Regions from separate parts of the Xenopus laevis genome. Here region 1 is linked to region 2. The links are chromatin contacts, called in public Hi-C maps. All regions are on one chromosome and are shown on one strand. Each heading gives the region's core, a stretch centred on a gene start, on an enhancer-like site or on the middle of the called end of the contact. The rest is flanking DNA. Distances are from core to core; before and after follow the strand shown.

The links. Hi-C and Micro-C count contacts between places; a contact is called where the count stands out from the background.
Region 1: a Hi-C map of the XTC cell line shows a contact between it and region 2, with 4 times the contacts expected there. The contact joins the enhancer-like site here to the promoter of ido1.L in region 2. A contact is called at or near these places in 2 of 4 Hi-C or Micro-C datasets (the XL177 cell line and the XTC cell line).

What each region holds. Positions count from the first base shown.
Region 1 is chr3L:135,079,949-135,086,528 of Xenopus_laevis_v10.1, forward strand. LOC108711590 (R3H and coiled-coil domain-containing protein 1) reads left to right here. Exons shown (of 8, transcript XM_018253472.2): 2 at 1-39; 3 at 2,266-2,403; 4 at 2,585-3,563; 5 at 6,412-6,580. The coding sequence starts at 17. Among protein-coding and RNA genes, the nearest start is that of LOC108711590, 6.3 kb to the left of the region's middle. Within about 2 kb of position 4,808, at least 1 of the 7 cell types and tissues checked has an H3K27ac peak or open chromatin away from gene starts, as enhancers often do.
Region 2 is chr3L:134,925,569-134,932,428 of Xenopus_laevis_v10.1, forward strand. ido1.L (indoleamine 2,3-dioxygenase 1 L homeolog) reads left to right here and starts at 2,499. Exons shown (of 10, transcript NM_001097817.1): 1 at 2,499-2,591; 2 at 5,588-5,683. The coding sequence starts at 2,517.

The DNA of each region.
Region 1 (6,580 bases), core at 3,558-6,057, 160 kb after region 2:
TGAGCTGGAGAACTTTATGCATCAAGGAGACCTGAAAAAGTGAGTACGTCATGAGGCCATCACAAATATGGCAGCATTATGAGGCAAACTCTGGGTTTTGCTGTAAAAGTGCTGACTTCTGGGCCTTTAAGGTAGCCCACATTGTTTCCATAAGAAACACCTAAATTCTTAATAATCCGAATATACACGGCTTGGCTCACCCATGGCACCATAACAAAACACAGGGCTTTACAAAATATACATCTCTCTTCTACAACCCTCTGTAAATGCTTTTTCATTTCACTGCCTCAGTACAAGACATAAGGTGAGGGTGCCAAAGGCAACTAGAGGTATGTGCCTAAAACCCCTCCCCACACAGTTGCACCCTAGGCACATGCCTCTTTTGACTAGCCTTAGTTCCAGCCCTCTACTACCACAGAGCTTACAATCTCTCAGACAGATGACACTACTCTTACCTATGCATTTGTTTATTCATTTTGATTCAAACATATCAACATAGTGGAGCAGTTTTGTAAGACCAGATTCCTGAAACATTTGAAAAGCCAATACCTTAAATGCAGCAAACTGGGTGATCCAAAATTTATTACATGATGCTCCAGACACTTTACACACAATCAACCGTTTCGGGACCACGTGTCCTTTCCTCAGTGATACTGAGACTGTGAAACTGTACAAAACTTTGATTGTGTGTAGAGTGTCTGGAGCACGTTCTAATAAATTTGGGATTGTCCCGTTTGCTACATTCAAGGTATTGGCTCTTCAATTGTTTCATGAATACTTACTGGTGTGTGGCTAGGCCAGTGCTAATACCTACATCCCCCATCTGCGATAACCTGTTTTGAATTGTAAGAGCATATTGACAAATGAACTTAAGAAGGCGTTCACGCTATATGCAAAAAAATATCACCTAAGACATTCTGACTTGGCGTATGACAATTTTTAATGAAAATTGTACAAGTACATGAAATAGTCACAATTTCCTTAGGTTGCCCAGAATTTTTCTTGTGAAATTACACATACATGCAAACCAGTATACAGTCTACAGGGCTGAGGCTTAAAACTAAAAAATAGTTTTAGACAAGAACAAGTGTGTAGCTTTTTTCCAAATAAATACTTATGCACCAGACCTCTGTAGCTTTCATTAAATTTAATATAACTTAAAACAAAAAAGAGGTTCACTGTCTGATTCTGGAGACTAAGGTTCTTGTCTTTGATCAAATAAGGTTGGTGCATAAGTTTTGTTAAGGAACAATAGTAATACTATTGCAAAATGTACTTTTTTGGTCTCCGTTTCAGACAGATGGCAAATTATTTCAATCAACTTGGAAAATACATTGGTATATTAAAGGAACAGTAACACCAAAAAAATGAAAGCGGCTTCAAATAATTAACATATAATATACTGCTACCTTGCACTGGTAAAACTGGTGTGTTTGCTTCAGAGACACTAAAATAGTTTATATAAATAAGCTGCTGTGTAGCCATGGGGCAGTTTTAATAGTGCAGGGAAACCGTACATAATATTTGAATTATTTTGATACACTCTGTGTTACTGTCCCTTTAAAAACAGATGAGTCTGAGTCGGCGATACCATAAACTGAGGAGTTTAGGATTCATGTACCGACTTCACAGCCCTGGTCAACACTTCCCACCGGAATCCCCATATCAGGGGGCACTCCCAGAAAACATTGTTATTGGTACCCACATTATTAAGCCATTAAGGACAGACATGTGGTGCACCGTGTTATACTGTTGCAATCTTGTGATGAGTAAGATATACCCCATGAAGAAATTTAACCTAGATGTATCAGTCTCTGGCTGAGATTTTCATCTGGGAGTACAGAGCCTCTTCCCCACGGACGGCAAATAGGCCAGATTTCATCTCAACCAAAAAAGCAGATGTGTGTGCCTATGAAATGCCTCACAAATGCCAAATACATGCTCTAAAGAGCTGTGACTAATGTATTCTCACTGCAGTGCTCCTCTTTAGAACATATGATTTTTGTTTTATCTCTTTTCATGATGGAGTCTCACTCAGCAAGATTTCAGAGGCTTCAGACATCAGCCATTCCCCATAGTGCAGCCTCTCATTTAGATTAAGTAATTGCACTTGGATCTTCCTTGGTATGAGAATAATAAAAGTGTACTTGTGCTGTCCTCTTCTTTGGCAAGAGTCTGACTGTAAAGTAGAGTACCTTATGCAACCAGGGTTAGTATTTTCTGTCATCTCTCCTGTTCTTTGAACTTTTGTGGGTGTCTCTGCAGGGTTCTTCTGTTTCCGCCAGTATCCAGTCGGCTGAGGTACATCATTCATCGGCTAACAGAGTCTCATACTGCACTGAGCAGCTTTTCTGTGGGAGAGGGCTGGCAGAGACGTACCGTTATTTGCTACACCAGCATCAGGTAAACAGTAGTATTTGCAAAAAAGCACTCTAAAAGTACCTGAATATAATATACTTGTATATATTCAGCTTAATGTCATTATGTCATTCCTAGATTGGGTGGGAAAGTTCAGCATATATATATTAAACTGAAGATGTTTAACTGAGTAACCTTCATTGTATAATATCTTTGTCATTGACAGGCTTCCTACCCAAGAAGAAGAAACCAGGCCCAAAAAATGCGAAAGGAGCTATGTTGCCAACAAAATGGGAAAGGGAAGAGCAGGCTGGAGGCCAAAGAATAGGAGACCAGACCAAGCTTTATATGCGCCGAGGGGAAGATTTGGAGGAAGAGAGAACATGGCAGGGGACATGAACAGAAAATCACTGAAGGCAGAAGAGAAAAGGGAAGATACTGAGAAGCCTGTGGGTGTACTTTTGACATGTGAAGAGAGTGAGGGTGAGAAATATAAGTTAGGAGAAGGATCTGTTGAGACAGAGAAGAAAATGATCTTAGAGGATGAGGCAGAAATGAAATCAACATTACAGACTACAGAGGAGAAGAGCACAGAATCAATGGAGCAAGTCAAAGACTTGAGGCCAGAGGATGAGGAACAGAAAGAGAAAACTTACACAGAGAATGAAGAAGACCTGCAGACATTGAGATCTGAGCGTGGGGAAGAAAACCAACCTATATCTGGAAATGTGAGTGCCACAAAGAAGTCAGAGTTGTGTGAACCCAGAAGTACAGAATTACAAATAATAGCCCCCACTGAGGAAGGTCAAAAAATGGGTGCTCTGATACCACTTTCAGATTTGGTGAGCCCAGAAAGTGCTTCTGAAGAACGCTTTAGAGAGCCAGGGAAAGTGCTGCTCTGTGAGGGCCCAGAGGATAGAATGGAGGGGTCTCTTGCAGAATGCAAGGATGTTCCTGGACCCTCAGAAGCTAACGACAATGACAACAGAGGAGCCGGAAGTGTCCAGGGGGAAGATAAAGGAGAGAGCAATCCTTTTGCCCAAGATAAAAAAACTGACATCTGCACTAGAATAAGTGAAGAGGAAAAGTCTCCACTGTGTGACACATACAGACAGGGTGATGCACAAGAGAAGGGGAGGGCTGAGCCAGCAACAAATGACCGATCACCAGAAGAACCAGGAATATTACAGCAAATACTAAAAGAAGTAAGTGGAATAAAGGTGTATTTATATCTTACCTTTAACTAGCATATAGACATAAATCATTTATGGAATAGTAATGACACTGGCTGTTCACATTCAAACATTTATCTGCAGGGCCGCCATCAGATGGGGTCCCATACGACAACATTTTCTGGCGCATCATCCACCCACCCCACAGTAAAAAAAAAGGTCACACTGCTCTGAGCAGTAACTTTTGGCCAAAGGATTTTTAAACCTGCCATCACACCAAGGTAGACTTTTTAAGCAGACATCTATGGTAACCTAAATTGCACTTCCTTTTAGAATTTGCATTTCTCGTACAAATAAGAGCCATTTGGATTAATCTCTTGGTCAAAAGATAACCATTGGTTTCCAGTGTTCCCTACAATTTACCCTAGGAACCAGACAGCGGATTGAATTAGAGACTAGAAGATAAATAGGAGAGGGCCTGAATAGCAAAATGAGTAATAAAATAAAATAAAAATAAAAAAAATAACAGAATAAAATTGAAGCCTCACAGAGCAATAGGTTTTTGCTGCCGTGGTCAGTGATCCCCATTTAAAGACCAGAATGAAGATGAAGAATAATTAAGAAACTATAAAAAATAATGAAGGTCAATTTAATAGTTGGTACAATAGGACATTCTAGAATATACTTAATTTCTGTTTTACTGGAGCAGTTGGAGTCAAAATCGACAGCAGCTTAGCTTTTTAAAACAAAGATCTTTTAGAAAAAAAATTTGTAATGACACTGGCTGTTCAAATTCAGACATTCATCTGTAGAGCCACCACCAGAAATCATGGGGTCCCGTACAACAACAACATTTTCTGGACCCCACCACATTAAAAAGGCCACATAGACATGAGCTCTGAACAGGATATTTTGGCAAAGGGATTTTTAAGCCTGCCAACACTTCAAGGTAGGTTCCTGCTCTAACCTAAATTGCACTTGGTTTTAGAATTTGCATTTCTAATGTACAAATAAAAGCCATTTTGTTTAATCCTTTGGTTGAAAAACAACCATTGGGGGCCAGGGTCCCCCTATAGGTTAAAAAAAAAAAACATTGATGGCAAGGGCTTCCTACAGAAGTAAAAAAAAATGGACAGGCTTCCCCCACAAAGTTAAAGAAAATCAATTGGTGGCCAGGGTCCCCATAATAGTTTATTAAAAAAATAAAAAGAGACCACTGACCTTGAAGCGACAACAGCTTCTTTGGCTTTCTTCAGTGGCCTTGGGTCCCTTTCAGCAGCTTCAGCTCCATTCTGTGACTTCAGCTCTTGCAGCAGGTTCGGCTCTCTGCAGATTCGGGTTCCTGGAAGTGCGGCATGGCCTGGTCCACTTTTAAATTTATAATCCACTGGGAGCTGTACAACTGTGCCTCCCAGATGGTGGCCCTATTTCTCTGAAGCTGAACATCCCCTTACACAATTTGGCAGCCCCAATTTCTATGTATAAATGCAGATCGTTATTTAAAGAATATACCTGCTACTGCCAAAGATTTTTTTAATAAATTGCCATCTATTATTTTATCCGGTTCAAGATTCTAGAAGGTGACTGCTCTACCAGATGGAGTTGATGGATGTAAAATAGGATTTTGTAAAGCTGCAATATGAGTTCTTTTTATCAGACATAGAGTTTGTGAAATGTTTAATTTTTTGTGACTCTTTCTGTAATTCCTGATGCTGCACTGCAACCCAGTGGTGAGCTTAGGTAGTGTTTGGTGCTCTTTTATACTGACGTCAATAAGTTATTAAAGGGAGGAAGCGGTCTTTGCAAACATTAGAGGAATCAGAGGGGCCTGACTGAGCAATTTCAACATAAGCTTGTGGGAAAATTTGTCTTTCCCAAAGTTTTAAAGGCACAAAAGTGTTTAGTGTGACATGCTAAGCTACTGAAACTCACAACAAACACCTAAAAACATTTTTGTAAAAATGAATACAATAAATAGCTCTTGTGCTGAAATTAGATTCTGCCTATTGATTTAAGTTAGATAAATCCATATTTAGTTTTCAATGACCTTACCCCACCCCTTCCTTTATAAAAAGGGCGATTAGTTCAGACCTCCCTATCTACCTTTGAACAAACAAACCCGTCTCTTCTCTAAACAACAGCCTTTGAGCAGCTCATGATTGGGGCTTCTCCATGGACCGGTAATTCATTTTCTCAGCTCCTTTGAAGTTCTTCAAGATCAGGAAGTACTAAAGTAAAACTGGGTTTATATTCTTGTTTAGTACCAGAAATAACAAAAACCATAGATATTTCTTAATTAAAACAATAGGCAAAAAGTATGTTCAGCACATGCCCTATTTATTCCGCCCCATTTGAAAAGGGGCGCATACTGTCACTTTAAAGGGGTGGTTCACTAATAGTATATTATAAAATGGTCAATTCTAAGCAACTTCAATTGGTCTCTATTTTTTATACTTTCTTGATTATTTGTCTTCTCACTCTTTCCAGCTTTCAAAAGGAACAAATGCTTTGTAAGGCTACACATTTATTGTTATTGTTTATTACTCCTCTTTCTATTCAGTCCCTCTCCTATTCATATTCCAGTCTCTTTTTCAAATCAGTGCATGGCTGCTATGGTAATTTGGACCCTAGCAACCAGGTTGCTGAAATTGCAAACTGGAGAGCTGCTGAATAAAAAGCTAAATAACTCAAAAACCACAAATAATAAAAAGTGAAAACCAATGGCAAATTATCACTCTCTACGTCATACTAGCATTTAATTTAAATGTGACATCTTTAAGCTGATTTACTGGTGATACACACATCACTGTGAAATAGTTATATCTATACACCACTATGAGGCACTTCAGTCTCTTTATAATCCCAACCTATTCTCTGTCAGATCATTGCCAACGTCAGTGAGAAGGATGTGCAGATTCAGCCCCTCCTGAATGATTTTTCTGCGTATGCCGAAGATCAGACGGACCATGGGAGATTTGGCCATGTCATTGAGGTTTATGGCTTCTCACGTGAGCTCCGCACTGAAGATCTACTGAAGCCTTTCACTGAAT
Region 2 (6,860 bases), core at 1,249-3,748:
ATATGGTAAAGCATTCTGCAGAATAAATAGTCTTATAGCTTGCACTATTGTGACTAATCTATTGGCAATATCTTTCCTTCTCCTTTAAAATGACTCCTTCTTTAAAAAAGAAGCAGCTATGCCCTGAGATCTGTTTTGGTTGGAAAACATCCAAGAACACAGGATGTGTTCAGACTCCAGTCCTACTGGGCAGACTCCAGTCCTACTGAGCAGGATGTGACTCCGCTGTTTGCCAGTGCCCCATGCCAGCCAGTTGCTTTGAGTACTTTGCTTTACATATCTTGTTCTTCACTGGAGCACCTGGGATAAACAATTTTCTAAAGGTGGACATATCACCAAATGAGCGGATCTCTCCCCGATAAGCCCACATTGAAGTGGGCGATATCGGGCTCATCCGATCGTGGGCCCTAGGGCCCAACAATCGGATCAGAATGGAGGTGATCCGGGTGGTCGGATCGTTGGACCACATCAATGAACAGATGAGGACGTGATCCTACGTTTTTTTTTTTACCCTGCCCGATCAGCATCTGGCCGACTTTCGGGCAGATGTCAAACGGGGACGCTCGTCGGAGGTCAATAAGCTGTCGGCAGCTTTTATCAGCCTGTATATGGGGGTCTCGAAGAACCAGTATTCTCAGTGTCTTCCCCAGCAAGACCTCAAATGCTTATTGTAGTCCTTACCCTGGCACCAACCAGTTAATCGTTTTTGCCAAAATAATATTTAGGGTTACTGGCACATGTAACATTTTTGATAATATTGTTATTCACCCGTCTTACTAGGGTTTCGGTTCTTTTGAGAAAGCAAAGAATCCAAAGAATTGATGAGCAACATGTTGCTTGTGAGCCACTGTTTGGGGATCACTGTTATAGATGATAAAAATCTCATTGTTTTAGTTCTGTTATCACTTCAGAATTCCCCAATAATGTGCAATTCAGTCACAAGCCAGAAGAGTTTCCGCTTATAGAATTTATCAGCTGACTGTGTAACAGTTACAAAAATGTCCAGCTTCAGCCTCTCCTTATGTTTAACTCATCAGCCCTTACAGTTAACTTCTATATGATATCCAAAGGCCAATTCTAAACAACTTTTCAATTGGTCTTCATTTTTTTTTCCGTTTTTTAATTATTTACCTTCCTCAGCTTTCAAATGGGGGGTCACTGACCCTATCTAAAAGCAAATACTCTGTAAGGCTACATATCTATTGTTATTACTACTTCTTATTATTTGGGGGATTAGAGCAAAGGTTAAGCTTTGACAAGAGCACTTCAATCATGGTTACAGTTTACTTTAAGTCTTTGTACTTTGCCTGGCTTTGAAAACAGCTCTTTAACACACAGTCACTTATCAGTTATTTACCAAGCTTCATGTGTTTTTCCCAGAGACTATTATCCCACTGTTACTATAGGCACCATCTCTCCCTACTATACCTGCTATCCCACAGTCACACTCCCTTCCCAGAGACTATTATCCTACTGTTACTATAGACACCATCTCTCCCTACTATACCTGCTATCCCACAGTCACACTCCCTTCCCAGAGACTATTATCCACTGTTACTATAGGCACCATCTCTCCCTACTATACCTGCTATCCCACAGTCACACTCCCTTCCCAGAGACTATTATCAACTGTTACTATAGGCACCATCTCTCCCTACTATACCTGCTATCCCACAGTCACACTCCCTTCCCAGAGACTATTATCCCACTGTTACTATAGACACCATCTCTCCCTACTATACCTGCTATCCCACAGTCACACTCCCTTCCCAGAGACTATTATCCCACTGTTACTATAGGCACCATCTCTGCCTACTATACCTGCTATCCCACAGTCACACTACTATCTCACTGCTACTATAGGAACTACTACACTTGTTATCCCAGAGCCACAGTCATGAAGTGTAAAAATGGCTAAATTGGCTGTTTTTAGTAGGTTCACCTTTTTGTCAGATCAGTAGTCGGATGTAAAGGGGGACGTATCAATTTTAGGCATAATAAGATATCATTAGTAACATAATGCTGTTACTTTGTTGGCATTTCAGATAATGTTTTTGTTTTTGTGGTTTCCAGGAAGCAAATGCCTTTGTGGCCCTGAAAAAATGCCCAGTTTCACTTCTACATGGCGATGGGTCGGGCAGTGATACCATCACGTATCTGCTAGAAATCTTGACATTTTCTAAGCAGAGAAGAACCCAAATGACCACTGGGAAACTCCACTATGTCCTTGTCATCATGTGGTTATAAGCTCACAAGAGCACAGAGTGGAACAGACATTACTTCTCTTTTCTGCCTTTTGTCAACATTTACTAATAACCTGGAGTCGTATTTACATGTCTCAGAAATCCCTGGATTTAATAACTAAATTGGGACGGCCCATCTGCTCCGGGCCTATCACTCTGACTCTTTTGACTCTGCCCCTCAGGCAGCACCTGGTCTGTATATAAAGGCTTGAGGGATCTGCTCTATAACATTGGACTGGGGACACAAGACACTCTGTCACATTCTGTGCCTGAATGGAGAATCAAGATATTAATCCCAAGGAGTTCTATGTGTCTGAACAATATGGATTTATTCTCCAGGACCCACTGGTGAGAACTATCAAACTATCAAACTCATTTAAAATCTATGGAAACACAATTTTTAATTTTTTTTTTTATCCACTGACTTGATTGTTCTGTTTTTGTTTTTTTATACTCTTTTTTTTTAATTTAAAACGAATTATTAAGTCAGTTTTTCTGCTGTAACTATACATCATACATTTTTTTTTAGTTATTTAGATTTTTATTCAGCAGCTCTCCAGTTTGCAATTTTAACTATGTGGTTGCTAGGGTTCAAAGTACCATAACAACCAGGGACTGATTTGAATAAGGGACTGGAATATGAATAGGAGAGGGCCCAAATAGAAGGATGAGTGACCCCTGTTTGAAAGCTGGAAAGAGACAGTGGAAGAAGGCATAGAATGAAAAAATATAAAAAAACTAATAATGAAGATGAGTTAAGTTTCTTAGATTTGGCCATTCTATAACTAAATAAAAGTTAACTTAAAGGAGAACCACCCCTTTTATAAATCTATGGATATTAAAGAACTGGTTCTCATAGGGTAATAATGTATTCCTAGAGAAAGGTTAGATATGCTGATTTTATTTTCACATGGTATTATGTGTGCATGTTGAGCTAGATTAATTACTGAAAGTGTATCTCCTGTTGGCATCCCTCCTGCTATTGTACAATTAAAGCTCCTAGCACCCTCCAGTAGTTACCAGGGTGAATGTCACTCATTAGCAACTTCGGGCGACGTCGGAAAACGAATCGCGCCGAGTGCCATCACGCCGGCGATTTACATTTTAGCTGGCGGCAAGGCAGGGGAGGCAGTTTGGGGAGATTAATCGCCCCAAAGAAACAGAGATTTGTCTCTGGGCGATTAATCTCCCTGAATCTGAGTGTGTGTCCTGACCCTTAATGACCCAGCTATTGGCTAATCATACTAAGGAGACAGGTGTCTGAACATAGTGTTTCCTCATTCCTGAGAAATAAAGATTTCCTCATTCAAGGGAAAACCTTTTCATCTATAGTGTGTGAATTATATATTAAAGGGCCAGTAAAGCCTCTTTCATTTCCTCTTATGGAAAACGACTGCTCCTCCCTGGTCCCACATTCAGCTGCATTATGAAATATAAATTAGACCCCTGGGGGCAGAACTACCAGGGCTGTGAGACTGCACCCGGGCCTGCACCCCCATGAGGTTATCTGGACACTTGCACCAATGAGAATTAGATGCGGGTGGGGGACCTGGCTGCTCTGCCTGCACCTGGACCTGATAGTTACATTATTATTAGAGCCTATGACAGCTAGAAAATGGCTGTACAGACAAATAAATAACAGACACCACTTATAGATCCCAATGCCAGGCTCAGACAGTTTCTGGGAAATACCAGAGGGGCTGCTGTAAGACGCCATAGACAGTCACTATTTATTGGGCACGCAGGGACTGTTTGGGCCCGGTTTTTTTGAAATGCCAAGTTTCAGTCCCGGCCTGGATTACATGATCAGACAATGTAAAATTTTATTTTAAACTCATGGAAGATACAGAATAGCCTTACGCTTTTTGTGCGCACAGCAGCAGTTAATGACAGAAGCCAGTGCTATCAATCTAAATAAACTGCTTAGGGCACATGGGGTATTTTCTCTAACAGGTATTTGAGTCGTCGGGTGGAGAAACTCCCTTGCCACCTCCCTTCAATGAGGACTGCTAGTACTGGCCCGTTCTCAGCCTGAAAACACCGGGACAGAAAATGAATGACCTATGTGCCTTTAGCCTAACACAATTTTAGGATTTTAAGAGCAAAAACAAGCTGCAAATTCCTGTTTGATTAGGATAAATCATTAACTTGCTGCACCGTAACATGGATAGTGAGGATAAAAAGCTTAAACTTTGCTTGGTTAGGGCACAGAACAGAGGGACTGAATTGTTTAAGCACAACATGGATTGGTCAGAGGACTCCAGACCAGAAGTCAGGGACAAAAACAGATTTACAGCTACCAAAGACAAGACATATGTTTATCTGCTTTCTGCCTTTTGCATAGAATTAATCCCAGCAGTAAGTCATGCTACTGTAGGACTACGAGAATTGGCTCCACATTACTGCAGACCCACCATGCTCTGGCCACTGATCCATACAGCAGGGTTCTAGCACCAGCATATATCAGAGAACTATTATCATACCCCGCCCCAGTAATTTGTGCAAATCCCAGAATTCACATTTATGATAACACTGAATTTAGGACCACCCCTGAGGATCCCATCCCGATGCTGCTACATTAAAGGGACAGTAACAGCAAAAAAATAAGTGTAATTCAGATATAATGTACTGTTGCCCTGAACTGGTAAACGTTATGTGTTTATTTTAGAAAGACTACAATCGTTTATATAAACATGCTGTGTTGTCAGTTCACTGGTCAAAAGAGTGCAAGACAATATCGTCCCATAGAGCCTCATTATTTCTGATAGTGGTCCACGCCAGACTGTGCCAATGTTAGGATCCAACCCTACAGAAAGGTACAATAATATCCAGATCCTGCCACAGAGGGGACTATACTAATGTCAGTTTCCCACCCCAGAGGGAACTGTGACAATATTAGGATCCCACCCTAAAAAGAGTTGCAATAATTAGTGATGGGCCAAAAATTCAGGAAACTCAAAAATTGACGCCTGCGTCAATTTTGACATGGGCGTTAAAGTCAATGGACGTTCATATAGTATTGATGCACAACGATTTTGACGCAAGCGACTTTTCCGACGCACATCCAATTTTTTTTTGATGCCGCCAAATTTTCCCAGGAGTTTTGCAAATTTTGTCCTCTGCGAGACATTCACCACAAACTTGCACCAGTCTAATTTATTCGCCCATCACTAGTAATAATATCTAGTTATGTATAGTGTTAGGATCTCACCCTGAAGAGAGGTACAATGAAATCTAGATCCCATCACAGAGGGACAGTAGTAATGTTGGAATCCCAACTGAGACAGAGCTGTAAAATACCAAACACCCTCCTAATCTACTAGATGTGTCTGTTTTTCTTTAAGGAGAAGCTCCCTGAATACTACAAGCCTTGGATGACCATTGCTGGAGATCTGTGCAACCTCATCAAGAATAAACAGATTCGGGAAGCAGTCAGACAGGTGAGTGTCAGCAGTGAGCCTAGGGGATATGTGAATGCAAACTTCCCACAGGCAAACAATTTATATCAGCTGATGATTGTGTGAGGCTCCCAGCCAGCTTGCACTCCTCCTATTGTTTCTAGCTTTTCACTCTCGCTGCATTGATAGCCCTGCTCTCTCAATGGATTCTATCAAAAGTTAAAAGGTTTGTTTCGCCTTTAGATTAACTTTTAGTATGATGTAGAGAGTGATATTCTGATAAAATTTGCAATTGGGTTTCATTGCTTATTATGTGTGGTTTTTGTTTAATTTCGTTTTTTAATTCAGCAGCTCTCCAATTTGGCAATTCAAAAATCAGGTTGCTAGGGTCCAAATTACCCAAGCAACCATGCATTGATTGGAACAAGAGACTGGAATATGATTAGGAAACGTTTAATTTAAGGTAGCTTTAGCAGACAGGCAGGAAGAGACCCAAGATCAGGAAAGGAGAGATAACTATGAGTACTGTCAGCATAGAGGTGGTAATGGAAATCATAAGAGTTGATTAGTTTGCCAATGAAGGAAGCATAGAGATAAAATAATGAGCCCGGGGCAGAGCCTTGAGGAACCCCATAAGAAAGAGGTAGGGGAGAAGATGATACTCTAAGACACTAAAGGAACGATTAGTGAGGTAAGAAGAGAACCAGGACAGGGCCGTGTCACAAAGGCCAAGTGAATGGAGGGACTGGAGCAGGTCCGGACTGAGAATTGAAATAGGCCCTGGCATTTCAGGTACAAAGAGGCCCAATCAGCCCACACAGAGACCCAAACAGCCCCCACCAGCCAACTAAATAGTGACTTTCTATGGCACCTTATAACAGCCCCTCTGGCATTTGCCAGAACCCACAGATTGCCAGTCCGGGCCTGGACTGGAGGAGGAGAGGGTGATCCACAGTGTCAAATGCTGCTGAGAGATCAGGAAGTATAAGTAGTGAGTATTGGTTGTTGGCTTTAGATCCATTGAGTTAAGATATATGTCATTAAGTGGCACAATTATGAAAAAAGCATTGAATGTACAAGCTTTCAGCAGCCATTTAATAACTATATTGCTTTGTGCCCATTTACATTGGCATTAGTGGCAGTGGCACATACATATTTCTGCTGTGTGTGTATTTCGCTTTTAGCGGTTGCTGGCTGCATACGTAAAAAATCCCCCTTG